Regions from separate parts of the Cricetulus griseus genome. Here region 2 is linked to region 1. The links are chromatin contacts, called in public Micro-C maps. All regions are on one chromosome and are shown on one strand. The core of a region is the stretch at or near the end of the contact, and the rest is flanking DNA. Distances in the headings are between cores, read along the strand shown.

Evidence for each region. A called contact is a pair of places that touch in the nucleus more often than the background predicts.
Region 2: a Micro-C map of the CHO-K1 cell line shows a contact between it and region 1, with 3 times the contacts expected there. The contact joins two enhancer-like sites. A contact is called at or near these places in 4 of 8 Hi-C or Micro-C datasets (the CHK-Q cell line, the CHO-K1 cell line and fibroblasts).

Annotation. Positions count from the first base shown.
Region 1 is chr2:302,001,573-302,009,468 of CriGri-PICRH-1.0, reverse strand. Adgrv1 (adhesion G-protein coupled receptor V1) reads left to right here. Exons shown (of 89, transcript XM_035440478.1): 26 at 597-736; 27 at 2,840-3,449; 28 at 6,515-6,730. Among named protein-coding and RNA genes, the nearest start is that of Adgrv1, 60 kb to the left of the region's middle. Within about 2 kb of position 4,903, at least 1 of the 6 cell types and tissues checked has open chromatin away from gene starts, as enhancers often do. A contact at or near this core is called in the CHO-K1 cell line, where this site is marked.
Region 2 is chr2:302,096,817-302,104,712 of CriGri-PICRH-1.0, reverse strand. No RefSeq gene overlaps it. Among named protein-coding and RNA genes, the nearest start is that of Lysmd3, 14 kb to the left of the region's middle. Within about 2 kb of position 4,147, at least 1 of the 6 cell types and tissues checked has open chromatin away from gene starts, as enhancers often do. A contact at or near this core is called in the CHO-K1 cell line, where this site is marked.

The sequences.
Region 1 (7,896 bases), core at 3,654-6,153:
TTTTCTTGTCTGCAGTCTGCAGGCATTGATAATAATAAAAACAACATGCTAATTAGGAGCATATTGAGTGAGCCTTTAGGCTTTAGAATTTTTCCACTATAGGCATAGATTGTTTGGGATCTAAGGAAGCTAATTTATAATAATAAGATTGAAAAGCAGGCTTAGAGTTGATGCACATTGGAAAACCAAGACTGCATTTGGATGCATTAAAGTCCTAGGGAAACTGCCGTCAGTGAGGTATGAGTTGCTTTCGCTCGTGTTCTTTCGAGGTCATCTGAGTCGTGGGAGACCTTCCTCATATGCTTTGTGTGGGAGAATGTCCTTTCTTACAGAAAGAAAAAGAAAAACAAATTTTCCCTATTCATCTCTCAGTGCTTAGGCAGCACTTGTTGCCAAAGCAGAGTAGTGTCATAAAAGCTCAAGGATGTGTGGCAACCATTCATGTCCACCTTTCTTTCTAAAACAAATTAGAATGTACTTCATGAATGGAAAGCTTTTTCATTTTTTCCCAAATAGTTGTTCATTGGCTTTTATGGTGGTTTGTAAAATACTGATTAACATTTTTTTTTTCTATTTGTGGGAATTTGCTCATGCAGCCAGTCTAGGAGTGGCTTCCCAGATTCTGGTGACAATCGCTGCCTCTGACCATGCTCATGGGGTGTTTGAATTCAGCCCTGAGTCACTCTTTGTCAGCGGAACGGAACCAGAGGATGGAGACAGTACTGTAGTATTAAATGTGAGTGCTTTCTGAGATCCCCCAATCTTAAAGCGATGTAGTATGCTTTTCCTTCCTTTCTTTCTTTTTTCTTTTTTCTGCATAGGTGGTTAAGAGTGAACTAATAGGTAACAGATGTGCAGATTGCTAATCAGTTAGTGTGTGGTTGCATTGACATGTAAATTCGTTTTGTGATTTTGAGGGTTCCTTACTTTTCAGAGAATATGATGTGTTATACTTGGACTGATAGAGGCAACTTGGGAATAAAAGAAAGCAGACAGGCATCTTAGGAAGCAGAATTATTCTTTAATCAGAACAACAGAAGGGGCTGCTCAGAGATATGAAAATGAGACTCCAGCATGTAGGAAGGGAAAGGTGTACTTGGTGATGGAAGAGTCATTCTTAGGTCTGTTCCCCAGAGTCTAGAGTGGTAGATACTGGTGGGTTTGGTGTGCCCAGAGCGTCTCAGTCCACCCTAGGCTTTTGTGTCACTGCCTTTCATGATGGACCTTTGTAATGTATAATTCTGTCTCACAGATTTTTTTGTGTTAGTTTAGGTAGACTGTGGCAACTAATGATTCAAAATCTCAGTGGCTTAGTACAAGAGAAAAAAAATGCCTCTGAGGCCTAGGGAGATAGCTGATTTAGTAAAGTCACTTACCACCAAGTCTGACAACCCGAGTTCAAACTGTGAACCTACATGGGGGTAGAAAGAAATGACTCCTGAAACACATCCTCTGTCCTCTACACCGTCACTGTGGCAACCACCCAACATACAAGCAAACTGACAGAGACAGACAGACAGACAACTGGGCTAGTTATTTTTAAAAGAATTTTTGCTCTTTCATTGTGTATATCCAACCTGAGTTGGCAAAAAGACTCTGATTCACTATTGCTTTAGGAGCCAAGGATTACTTACGTCCATAAAATCCATGGTTGGCGGATGTGAGTGTTGAGTAGAAGTGATTTATATCTGTAAGAGAATTGCATGACCATGTGGTTCTATGCCACCTCATATAGAAGAAAAGGAAATTCTGAGGATTTGTGAATAGTGAAATTAGCACTAATAATACTCAGTTTGCATCTGTCCTGAGTTCTAGCAGATTAGGGTTATATTGCTAACTGACTCAACAGACACCACAGCTCACTCAGCTTCCTCCCCTTTCATGAAATGATGAAGAAAGATATGCAATACATCCTTCTATACCCTTAATGACACATTTTTTTTTGGTTTGTGTGAAATAATTGAATAAATCTGCTATGAAATTAATTGAATAACTTCAGAAAGAATAATTATTTATGACCAAAAATATGAAAAGTATCATACTTTAATGAAAGTATTGCTTCATTTTATTTGGAGTTGAAAATATTTTAAATACAAATAAAATTATGAATACAAGTTGGGATTTCTTTGAAAGAATTTTTTTGCAGATTTTTTTTGAGTTAGAAACATGATTGTTTTACATGACAATCCCAGTTCCCTTCTCCCTCCCGTCCTCCCCTACTACCCTCCCCCCAACTAAAACCCTACCTATCACATATCCTTTCTGCTTCCCCTGGATGGTGAGGCCTTCCATGGAGTGTCATCAGAGTCTATCGTATCTTTGGAAGAATTTTTAAGCTTTTCATTCTTAATATAGTGAAGCATTTCTTCTAAATGCATTTTGTTTTGCTTTGGGTCAAATTTATTGAAAATAACTTTTCTGAAAAATGTTACTGATCTATTCTTTACAGTATAGGCTGCTCCATCATTTTCAGTAAGTGTAAGGAATATCTTGTGTGTGCATAAATATAAGCTATTGTCAGCCACATTTGACTTATTGTTGATATGTATTATAGGTTGGCAGAAGATAACAGCTGTGTTCAACCTGAAAGTTGAACATTTTACATCTAGTTGTGTTTTTCTGCCACAGGCACTTTTTGAACACCCTCCATATGTAAGGTGTCTGAGGAGTTCAGGGTTAGGTAGTGGACAGTTCTTACCTTCAATGATCTTATAGTCTTGAGAACTTAGAAAATTAAAATAAAAGTTAAAAAACAAGTTAATGAAAACTTAAAATTCACTCTGGCACTATCATGCACTTAAACAAAATTAAGTCATTCTTATTCTTAAATATTTCCCAGGTTACGAGGACTCAGGGAGCTCTGTCACATGTGACTTTGCATTGGAATGTAGACTCTGACCTGGATGGGGATCTCGCCATCACCTCTGGCAACATCACGTTTGAGATTGGACAGAGAACTGCCTGCATCACTTTGGAGATATTGCCAGATGAAGAGCCAGAGCTAGACAAGGCACTTTCTGTGTTGATCCTCAACGTCTCCCGTGGCTCTTTGGGAGTCCTTACTAATGCCACATTGACAATTTTGGCCAGTGATGATCCTCACGGGGTGTTCATTTTCTCTAATAAATCTAGACCTATTAGTGTTCAAGAAGCAACCCATAATGTCACATTATCTATAATGAGGTTGAAAGGCCTCATGGGAGAAGTTGTAATCTCATATGCAACAATAGATGATATGAAAAAACCTCCTTTTTTCCCACCTAACTTAGCTAGAGCAAGTCAAGGAGGAGACTATATATCAGCATCTGGATTGGCTCTTTTCAGAGCTAATCAGACTGAGGCAACAATAACTATTTCAATCCTGGATGATGATGAACCAGAATGTTCAGAATCTGTGTTCATTGAACTAGTCAATTCTACGTTAGTAGAGCCAGTACAGGATCGCCCAAGTAAGTATCTGTTAGCATGGTGTTATTACTAGAGGTAAGACTATGAAAATGGAAAGCTTAAAGTTTTATATAACAGAAAATTCTTCAGGAATGGCAAGGTCAAAGGTAAGTAAAACTACCTTGAAACAATTTTCTTTATTTATGGTGTGTGTGTGTGTGTGTGTGTGTGTGTGTGTGTGTGTGCCTGAATGTGTGCATGTATACCACATGTGTTTAGATACCCAAGGTGGTCAGAATAGGGCAGTGCATCCCCTGGAACTTGAGTTGCAGGTGGTTGTGAGCTGCCCAATGGGGGTGCAAGAGCAGCACAAGCAGCACATTGAGCTATCTCTTTAACTTCAAGTGTTATTTTTGAAGGCATTCCTCGTTAAAGGTTTTCTTTAAGACAACTGGAAATGGGGCATATATTTTTTTTCTTAAAAATCATACTGTAAAAAAGTAGTCATGTGCCCAAAGTACATGTTAAGAACTTCTGTGTGATGACTGTGTAACTGCCCCTAGTATTATCCTGTTGCTTCATTCTATTCTGCAATCAGTCTGAAGAGTCCGTATGTAGTTCTTGTGACAATGCTGTGAGCTTCTTTCACGTGGGTACACTTCTGACAAATTTCCTAATCAGCAAATGTGTGTAAGGTGAGGAGAAAGGGCTGTTCAACTGTAAGAACTGAGAATTGGTGGAATTACGAGGGATAGGATGTAAGGTTCCAAGACCTGCTTGTTATACTATATGCCACATGAATTAAGAATAATTACCAGTAAGTGTGCTCACCTTCCCTGGGTTAATATTGTATGAAGGTAACAACAGTCTTACTCATTATAGGTGAGGACTACAGAAGGAAATTTACAAATGCTAACATTAAGTCTTCAGGTTAAAATTTTTCACAAAATATCTCTGCTGTTCTTTTAAGATAGACTTAAGATCAGTTATAACAGCAAAGAAGTTGAAACAGAACTAAAAAATTAGTTTATTAAGGAAGGAATTATAAAGCACATATTGTTTTTCAAGTTGTTTATAGTTTATTGAAATTGAAATAAAACCCACAGGGATGATTACATTTAACAGTGGCATGGAGCTTGTTGAAGTCAGATACCTTTTTTCCAATGTATAATGATGAGTTATTGGGCATAGTCTTTGAAAACTTCATTTTCTGTATATAACTAGAAAAGAATAGAAATGCCAATTTTTCTTTATTCACTATCTATCTATATTTGGGGACTCCATGTGGTACTACATGTAAAGAGCAATACCATGTCTGCTGCATTGTCAGCATTCAGTAATGGAGACTATTATTAGAATGGCATATGCAGAGAACTGTGGCTCTGTGGGGATGGGAGAAGTAGTCAGCATATGTTTTATGGAATAATACAGAACATCTGTCAATGTAGGCTAAAGAGCAGAGCGCAAAACTGAGGGGAGGAGAGAGAGACTGACTCAGATTTTAATGACAAAAGCCTGTGTAAGGTCTGGCAAGTTTTTATTGAATATAGTTGTCACATTCTGTGAACGTGAGTGCTATGAAAAGACAGTAGGGTGCCCACTTGTGGATAACTACAGGTATTACACATGGCTTGCTAAGTCTTTGGAGGAGGAAATGAACCTTTATAGTATGTGTCTTGGTTATGGGTTATGTCTGACAGGCACTAATATGAGATCTTAGGTAATTTCATTAACTCCTTTGTGGCTCTAAGTTCTTATCTGTAGAAATGTGTGTATGTGTCTGTGTAAATGCATGTATATATGCAATCCAAATATATCAATTATATATACAGATGTATCAAATAGATTGTGCTGGTTAGTTTTCTGTCTTTTTGATACAAGCCATAGTCATCAGGGAGGAGAGAACCTCAATTGAGAAAATGCCTCCAGAAGATCAGCTGCAAGACATTTTCTTTTTTTGTTTATTTTTATATTTTTGCCATTTGTTTTTAAATTTCATTTTACATTGCAGCCACAGTTCTTTATCCCATAACTCCTCCTGCCCCCTTGACTCCTCCCACCCATAATTTAGTAATTGATGGGGAGAGCCCAGCCCATTTTGGGTGGTGCCATCCCTGGACTGGTGGTTCTGGGTTCTATAAGAAAGCGGACGGAGCAAGCCATAAGGAACAATCCTATATGCAGAATTCCTCCATGGCTTTTCCATCAGCTCCTGCCTCCTGATCAGGTTCCTGCCTGGTTTGAATTTCTGCTTTAGCTTCCCTCAACAGACTGTGACTCGGTATATATGTAAGCCAAATAATCATCCCCAAGCTGTTTTTGGTTATGGTAGTAATCTTAACAATAGTAATCCTACCTGAGGCATATATGCAATTCACATATGTCAGGAGATGGATAGAAAAAAAGGGTGCACGTATTATTATTTGAATAAAGATTAATTGCTTAAAGAATGAAATTGTGTTTGTGACAAAATAGATGGAACTGAAAGATGCTATTATAAGTGGACTAAGCCATGTACAGAAAGATAAATATACTGCATATTCTTATGTGGAAGCTTCGAAAGTTTATTTCAAAGAAGATATCAGCACAGTGATTACTAAGTGCTAGGAAAAGCAAGAGAAGGGAGAGAAGACAGTTGGAAAGCAGGTATCCAAGTGCATGCAGTATGATGGCGAGAAGTCCCAGTGTCTGTCCACCTGACAGGTGAAGGCTGTCTGTAGCTAGATGAAGGCTCTGGGATGTACTATTTTCCTGTTCAATTTTGTGTTGGAATTCTGTTTTAGCACAGCAGATGCCTTAGTGTAATAGTATAATTCTATAGGGTTTAGAATCTGATTGATGTCATAAGCTGATGATTAATTACACTTGGATCATCAATGTCAGATGCTTACTAAAATATTCTTAATAGTCTAACTGTTATTTTGATGTTTATTCCTAGAATATGTGTTAAACACAGCAGAGATTTCCTATTAACTTTGTTTTTGTTTTTCTAGTGCCTAGATTAAGGCTGACAGGTATACATATTTAAACTTTTAAAAACATAAATAGTCCAGAGAATGCAGATTCTGTTGAATTCTTGGTGATGGTTAGTCAGGTCTTAGAAATGCATTGCCTCTATGTCTTTCAGTCCCGAATTCCCCACGCCTTGGGCCTAAGGTAGAAACCGTGGCCCATCTCATTATTGTTGCCAACGATGATGCGTTTGGAACTGTGCAGCTGTCAGCACCAGTAGTTCGTGTGGCAGAAAATCACATTGGACCCATTATCAATGTGACTCGAATGGGAGGAGCATTTGCAGACGTCTCTGTTAAGTTTAAAGCTGTGCCAATAACTGCAGCAGCTGGTAAGGAAGGACATAGAAGGGGACTGGTGTGTTTCAGAGTAGCACGGGTCTGTGTGTCAGTGAGCAACAGTGTCTCAAAGATGTGGTTAGAAGAAGAGAAGAACACACACACACACACACACACACACACACACACACACACACACACACACACACACACACACTTTTCCTTTTCCTTAGATTGAGTTTAATGTAGCCAAAGCTATCTTCAAATTCACAATGTTGCTGAAGATGGCTTTGAACTTCTGATCCTCATCTGCAATGTTTGTGTAATAGGCAAGTGTCACCAAGCTGAGTTTATGCACTGCTGGAAATCAAATCCCTGTGCTTGTTAGGCAAGCATTCTACCAACTGAGCAACACCCACAGCTTCCAATACTTACACCGTTTTAGACACAACCATCCATCATTTATATATCTGTGACATTTTTGAGTTTGTGAAAATTGATAGTAAAAGTATATATACATTGAAAAGCTCTGATGAGCAAGAGGCATATAAACTAAGGAAGAACAAACTAAGACCCCATGACTTACTGTTTCTGAAAGGCAGTCATGTGCAGATAACTGCCAAGACACACAGGAAGAAGTGGGAAATAGCTTCCTGGGCTCTTCAGTTGACTTGTCTCTAGAGCCCATCATTGTACATCTTCATTTATTTATGAAGAGCATGGACAAGACAGTGTTTAGAATTAATGATCTTATGTATAAGGAAAGTAATTTCTTTGCTGAATAGAAAAGTCAGGCTACTGACTTTTTATAATTGCATCCCAGCTTACTGAGGGTGATTTGTCTAAGAGTGCCTGCTGGAGCCTTTCAAGTGCTCACTTACATTAGTAGGCATGTGAATGAGTGAGATTACATGCCTAATCTTTTAAAAAAATCATCTGGACATTACTATTGCTTGATAAATAACACACACCAGCACACACCAGCTTCATCTATTTCCCAAGGGTGTGTGTGTGTGTGTGTGTGGCACATGTTGTGGTAAGTGTCTCTCTGGAGTGTGTGGCTGCCTGTAGGCACACTCCTTTGTGACAGGGAGCAGTCATGAGTGCTGGAAGAAATTAGCCTGTAGGTGCTATAGGAGCACCACTCCTTTCCCTACCTGAAGCGGTCTCCAGCTGCTGATTTACCCTGCTTTGTGGGGAAGTCTCTTCAGCTGTGTTA
Region 2 (7,896 bases), core at 2,898-5,397, 96 kb before region 1:
TGTGAGTTCGAGGCCAGCCTGCTTCCCATAGTGAGTTCCAGGATAGTCAGGGCTACATAGAGGGACCTTGTCTCAAAGCAACAAAACAAAACAAAACAAAAAAACCAAATGAACAAACAAATAAAAAGGAAAATGAATATGTGGGGCCAGAACCACAGCTTGGAGTTTGAAAGTACTTGTTGCTCTTACAAAAGACCTGCATTCATTTCCCAGTCCTCACACGGTGGATCCCAGACATCTGTACCTCCCATCCCAAGGGAGTCAATGTCCTCTTCCAACCTCTGTGGGCACTAGGAATACCTGTGGAGCACAAACATACATGTAGGAAAAACAATTCTTACACATAAACACATCTTCAGTTTTTTGTTGTTTTGTTTGTTTGTTTGGTTTTTTAAAGAAAATGAAAGTGAAGCACGGGATCTCCCCTAGATCTCATGGACTTAATGAGTTGGTTGGATAAGAAAGAACAAAGCTGGTGCTGGAGAGATGGCTCAGCAGTTAAGAGTACTGACTGCTCTTTCAGAGGTCCTAAGTTCAATTCCCAGCAACCATATGGTGGCTCACAACCATCCATAATGAGATCTTGTACCTTCCTCGGGCAGGCAGGTGTACATGCAGGCACAATACTATACACATAATAAATAAATCTTTAAATAAAAGAAAGAACAAAACTGAGTTAATGTAATAAACTGGCTGCTAGATACTCAATAGCACTTTCTTAGGTTAGTCTTATACTGAATGTGGGCAAGAAACTTTCACTGTAACTTCCAGAATGCCTCTGACCTTTGACTCCAATCTAGGAATATCTAGGGGTCAGTCTATTCCTGGGAGATTGTCCAGAACTAAGTGCTAGGTGTGGTGTGGTGTGGTGTGGTGTGGTGTTGTGTGTGTGTGTGTGTGTGTGTGTGTGTGTGTGTGTGTGTGTGTGTGTGAATTGGAATTGTTCCAAACATTTTAGTTATCACCACTGACAGCTTGGGATTTCTTCAGTATTGCTGTCAAAATTCTCTCCTTGTACAAGGAGGCAACTACAGTTATCTCTCCGTGTATGTAGGCCAGTCATTTGTATATCAGCACTACTTGGAGCTGTTGAGCTCAGGAATAGAGATAATGCTCACCCATCTTTTGCTGCACCCACAACACTATCTTTAAACTTGGTTGTACAGGAAACAGTGACATAATTATTTTTTTGTCTCAGATCAGTCCATTCAGTCTGTCTTCCCATTCTGATTTTCTTCTCACCCCTCCAAATTGTTTCTGTGATTAGCTACCTTCTAACTGTTTGATTTTACTTCCTGTTTACAGCATTAGGCTGCTCCCTTGGACCCCAGAGGAAACAAGACGTTTCTGATTAGAGTCCGGATGATCCAGCGTAGATCTGATGTGCCCCAGTTCCTCCCAGTAGCTGCTTTGTACTCTCACTATGGCCACAAAAGCTGCCTTGGGGCTCAAAAATACTAAGAACAGGGAGCCTGGCACGTCATTGGCATCGCCATTTTAAGAAGCACAGTTGGTCATCTTCTTCCCACTTGCAGGAGTATTCTTCTATCATTATTTTAAGTAAAGAAAGTAATCTCCTGTAAAGATTATCATGCTTGCTAAGTTTTGTCTCAGACAAGGGCTAGCCACTTGAGTCTGTGCAACTGTAAAAGTGTCCCTTAATTAGTGGAATTTGGAGACATTAACTGAGTCATTTTACGGAATCATTTAAATAAAATAAGGTAAATAAAATAATTTAAATTAACATTTTTTTGGGGACAGGGTCTCTCTGTGTAGCTATGGCGGTCCTGAAACTCACTCTATGGACCAAGCTGACTTTGAACTCCCAAGTGCTGGGATTAAAGGGGTGCACCACCACCACCCGGGATTGAGTGATGATGACAATGAATAGAATAGACCATCATTTTAAAGTAGTAAGAAAATGAAGCATTTGTTTGAACCATATGGAATTGTTGTTATTTAGCAATTTTGAAGCTTTGTGATTATTTGCCATGGGAAATATACATTTCAAGACTCGGTTTAAAGTTGTTTTAAATTCTTTATTATGGTAGCATTTTCTTACAGTAATACTTTTTCCTTTTAAGTTTTATTCTTTCCAATGGTTTTCAGTTACTTCACTCTGCCGGTAGAGGGCGTTGATTGTCTTGTGAACTCACTGGAAAGTATTTTTTTAAAAAAAGCATCCACACAGGCATCTGGTTATAATTTCCCTCTCCTGCTCTCCACTTGAACAATTCAACTTGATGCTGCATGATTCCTTTTTATTTTCTTTTATTCTATGTAGTGGCTGAACCACCACAAAAGATGAAGACTTCCAAAACCTTTCAAGTCTCCCAAAGCGGCAGCTTTCACATTCTGTCCTATTGATACCGCACTTGGCAGTGGATAAAGGAACACAGTTAAAGTCTGCTCATAATTGGTTTTATTTGGGAAAGGTTTTCTTTTGAAGTAGTGGCCACCCGTGATTATATAATTGTCAGAAGTTAGCTAGCTCAGCACTTCTTGTAGAAAATGTTCACAATTCACTTTCTCACTTCGGAAGAAAAGTGTGGAAAGGAAGGAAAAAGAAAATACCAATATGAGGGAGCTCCGGTTTGTTTGGACTACTCCCTCTGGGATTGCGGTGAGCAAGGTTAGGCTGAGCTTGTCCACGCTCTTTCTAGCAAAACCGTAATCATACTTTTCCTTTCTCGGAGCTACACAAGGAGGGACATTTAAATGCGTTTCTCTTTTCGAAAAAATCGAGTGCATACTTCCTGATAGGATCTGCCTTAGAACACCTGCAGACAACACAACAAAACACCGCCGAGAGCTCTTTTCATGAGTTCCAGTATGAACTGAAAAGTGGAACACCCCAAACTCAATTCCGTGTTACATGAACCAGGTACCCACATGTAAGACATGCACTTTACAAGACTCTGCGTGATGCCTACATGCCATCAGTCAACCTTTCTTCCTTCTGGGCTGGGTTTTCCCACCCATGTAGGAACCGACAGTGGGATCTTTGTTTCCAGGGGCTTTGTTTGCTTTCAGTCACTGGGAAAGTAAACATTACCTCAGATTGGAAGAAATTCTTGGTGGCGCACAGGGGTCCTGGGAGAGGTTTTTGTACCCAGTACTGATGACGTTATCAGGTTATCTGGCATAGTCTGCTGAGGACAGTTTAATGCACTGCCCCATGCGGATCCGATAGGCCTGTCCTGGGTCTTGAAGATGTAAGGTGATTTGTTTCTGGAAGGAGATGCAAAGGACAAAGATGGAAGGGATGCTTGCTCTCCCTTACAGTAGTCTGGCTCTCCCTATATAAAAACAAAACAAAAGACTCTTTAGGGTCTCAACAGGCAGATTTGCATTTATACTTAACTCATAGTCTCAGCTTCTCACAGTATGGATGAGCTCCGCTCTGAACTTAATCCCACAATAATCGAAAAAACACTCTGTAAACTGAAAACTAGACTCCCTTTGTGACCCGTTGTGCTAGAAACACATGATTTTTTTTTAAATAGCATTTTAAAACAGGAAGGTGCATTTTATAATTTTGTATTTGTTAAATAGAGATTTTATTGTTTAATGGTAATGCCTGATGGAAATATTCACTATGTGACATGCTAATTCTGGTCCTTGTTAATTATGTTTCTAGATGGAATGTATAAAAATGGGATTTAAAGATTCCTGCATCAAAAATCTAGAGATTTTATTATTTATCAAAATATTGATACCCCCCCACACACTGTCTCATTCCTATTTAAGCTACTGCAAAGGAAATAAACTATGTAAATTCAGCACTTGAGACATGTGTTGCAGCACCAGGAAGGTTTTTGGAAACTGTAATTGTTTTTTGCTGTATCATCAAGAATGTAAATGCAAATTTATGTCAAGGTAATTTTGTGGAGTGGAAGACTTGTTATCTGTTCTCAAAGAGAAAGCACAGACAGAAATCATAACCATCACCCAACTAGACTTCATGTCAGAAGTGAAGGACTTCTTAGTCTCATTTCTCCCACACCTCAAGTTGCAGATCTCAAGAGCTTCGATATTGATTCAAGAGAATGAATGGCTGAGTCATTTCAGAGGGACTGTGACAAGTGGACAAATGCTACCATGGAGACGTTTTGATATGCAGTGTGGTTAGTGAGCCTTGGTGGTTTCCTACCCCTGCCATTGAAGCAAAGTGACAAGTCATGGGAAGTCTAAACCAGCAAGCATAAACCAGAGGTAAGTTGGAAGAATGATTTATCCAGCTGTTCTTCAGGGATTAAACATTCCATATACATTTCTGTCTGACTCATAGGGAAATTCATTTTTAAATATGAGAAAAATCTTCAGAAATCTGCTTCTAGTTAAGAAATAAACACTAGGATTTTAAAAGTCTCCCATAGAATTTTCTGAGAATATTTACTAAAATGACTTCTTCTTGAGAACAAATGTGTTTAATTTAGAAAGCAAGGATTTGAACTATATTCCATAAGACATAAAACTATGCTAAACTATTCTTTTGGTGAATAGGATAATAAACAGGATAATACACAGCAAGTACTAAAATAAAAGGAAACTTGCAATCAGTCACTTCTGCTGGTAAAGGAGGTGAACTCAAGGGCATTGTTTTTAAAGATAATACTCAAGGTTTTTTTTAGTTAATTATTTATTTATTATGTGTACAGTGTTCTGCCTGCAAGTCTGCTTATGGGCCAGAAGAGGGCCCCAGATCAAGTTGTAGATGTTTGTGAGGCACCCTGTGGTTGCTGGGAATTGAACCTCTGGAAGAGCAACCAGTGCTCTTAACCTCTGAGCCATCTCTCCAGCTCCCTTGAGGGCATTTTTAAAAGGGATGCATGTACACATGTGACTGTTGCTTGAGCATGATTCCCAATTACATCAATTACATTTTAAATATTTATCCTTATACCCACAGGTAAGTGTAGTTCTCATTCATCATGAAAAAAAAAAGTTCCAACAGAGATCAAAAACGCAGAGAACAAATATCCATGTGGTGGTTTCCAGCCCCAACTGACACATCTCCAACAGAATTTATTACCTTTAAAAACAGCATTTCTAAAAGCATATTTTGTGTAATAAGAATAGACTAGAAGGAAGTTTCTGGAATCAGATGAATTGGTAAACAAATGTAAACTGGCCTGTTCAGATCCCTTAACATTTTATCACACTTAGTGATGCTTGAAGAATACCCGCCGCATATGTGATTTCTCCCTTTGCACTCTGGGGACCTGAATCTATAGTAGTATTTCTAGAAATGCTGAGACAAATCTTTTGCTTGAGTGGTTTTAATTCAGGGAAGTTTGAACACTTATTCTTGTCTGTAAACCTTTCCATATGCATGTATGCATCCTACATTAAATTTATACCTGTAAGCTCTGTTAGGCAGAGTTCTCTAAAAGACAGAACCAATAGACTGTGTACATATCCACCCATATGGATGTATATTTACTAGACTTGCCAGCAATGGCTGTTTCATGGCAGGAAGACTGAGAGTCTGATAGGTGTTCAGGCTGGAGCAGCAGTCTGAGTTTGGAGCTAGAGTCCTGAGGGTTTCCTGGAGAGCTGCTGGTCTTTAGCCTACATCAGAATCCCAAAGAAGTTAGCTCTCATACAAGCAAAGGAATCTCTCAGCAACAGGACAGGCTGACCTGCCAACATGAGTGAGGGCAAGCAGACCAAAAGCAAAAACCTCCTTCCACTACGTCCTCTATAGAGGCTGTCACTTGCAGTGTTTCCCAGATCAGGGTGGGTGATCTCACGTGATCCAATCAAGGAAATCCCTAACAGGCAAGTCCAGAAGCTTAGGTTTTAGTGGATTCCAAATGTAGTAAAGTTGACAAGCAGGATCAACCGTCTCCTTAACCCCAAAATGACCTCCTCTCATCAAGATGTCTCTTTCATTCCTCTCCACCTCCATTCCACCTCCAACTTTCCCAGTCTGTTCCCTCATGTTCCCAGGGAGAAACCTGGTGCCAGGGAAACTTCCAGGAATCCACAAGGAGGACCCCAGCTAAGACTCCTAGCAATAGTGGAGAGAGTGCCTGAACTTGCCATCTCCTGTAATCAGTTTGGTGACTATCCTAATTGTCATCAGAGAGCCTTCATCTAGTAACTGGTGGAAGCAGAGGCAAAGATCCATAGCCAATCACTGGACTGAGCTCCAGGAATCCAGTCAAAGAGAGGGATGAGGATTTATGAGCAAAGGGTTCAAGTGCATGATGGGGGAAACCCACAGAGACAGCTGACCTGAGCTCATGGGAGCTCACTGACTCTGGACTGACAGCTAGGGAGTCTGCATAGGACCAACATAGGCCCTCTGCCTGTTTCTGACAGTTGTGTAGATTGGTCTGTTTGTGGGGCTCCTAGCAGTAGGATCAGGATCTAACCCTGGCACTTGAGCTGGCTTTGGGGAACCTATTCTCCATGCTGGGATGCCTCGTCCAGTCTTGATGCAAGGAGAGGAGCTTGGTCCTACCTCAACTTGATGTACCATGCTTTGTTGATGCCCATGGGAGGCCTGCCCCTTTCTGAACAGATACAGAGGAGGAATAGATGGGGAGGTTGGCGCAAGGGATGGGGCAGGAGGAGAGAAGGGAGAGGAAACTGCAATTGGGATGTATATGAATAATAATAATAATAATAATAATAATAATGATGATGATGATGATGATGATAATAACAAAAATGGGTCAGCCATCACAGGGGTGAATCTCTTAGGTGGAAAATTCCATTACTTTAATACAGTTCAAAACACCAATCCCAAATTGTTGTTAGACTTTATTCCTCCTGCTGGGCATTGGTGGCACATGCCTTTAATCCCAGCATTCAGGAGGCAGAGGCAGGTGGATCTTTGTGAGTTCAAGGCCAGTCTGGTGTGAGTTCAAGGATAGCCTGGTCTACAGAGTGAGTCCCAGGACAGCCAGAGCTATACAGAGAAACCCTGTCTCAAAAAACAAAACAAAAGAGAATTTATTCGTTCTTATGGCAGGAGAGAACAATGTGCGGGTGCATGGTATATGTATGCTTGTATTGGTCTCAACGTTAATGTGGTCGTTCTCCTTTTTTCTCCTTTCCAAGTGTGAATCCTCTGGATCCCGAGAGCTCATGGTGATTACTAAGAGCCCAGTCCAGCTATCTCTGAGTGACTGATAACCATGTTCAAAAGCAGCATGTAGGTTTTGTGGGTTAGGATCAGAAGTACAGAAAGGTGAACCACTCAGGGACCTTGGGGGATGAGAAATCTTCTTCAGAGATGGGAGCATAGCTGTGTTCCCTTTCACATCATCAAAGCATCGGTCATCACTGACACATGTACAATGTTTGCTGATTCATTTAGGGTCTCAACATCAGAAATTGCATTGTTAACTAGAGTTAGTTTTGGTCTGCACAGAGCATGGTGAGCACACTGTCACTCGGCCTTTTCTGGCTCCATCGGTCACACTTATCTGCTTTTGTCCTTGTTTAGGTACATTCCAATTAAAATACAAACTTGAGCTCTGAAAAGTCACCACAGTCACAGAGATCACATGGCCCAATAGACTGAAGTATTTACTGCTTGGACCTTACAGAAAAAGCTTTCTGATGCTGTTTTGATTTTATTCCTGGTGATTCAGTGCCTCAGTTAAGGTTTCTATTGCTGTGAGCAGACACCATGACTGTAGCAACTTTTACAAATGAAAACATTTAATTGGGGCTGGCTTACACTTCCAGAGGTTTAGTCCAATGTTTAGTTTTGTCATGGCGGGAAGCATGGTGGCATGCAGGCAAACATGGTGCTGGAGAAAGGAGCTGAGAGTTCTACATCCAGATTGGCAAGCAGTAGAAAGTGAACTGGCCTGAGCTTCTGAGACCTTAAAAACCACCTGCTAGTGACACAACCCCTCCAACAAAGCCACATCT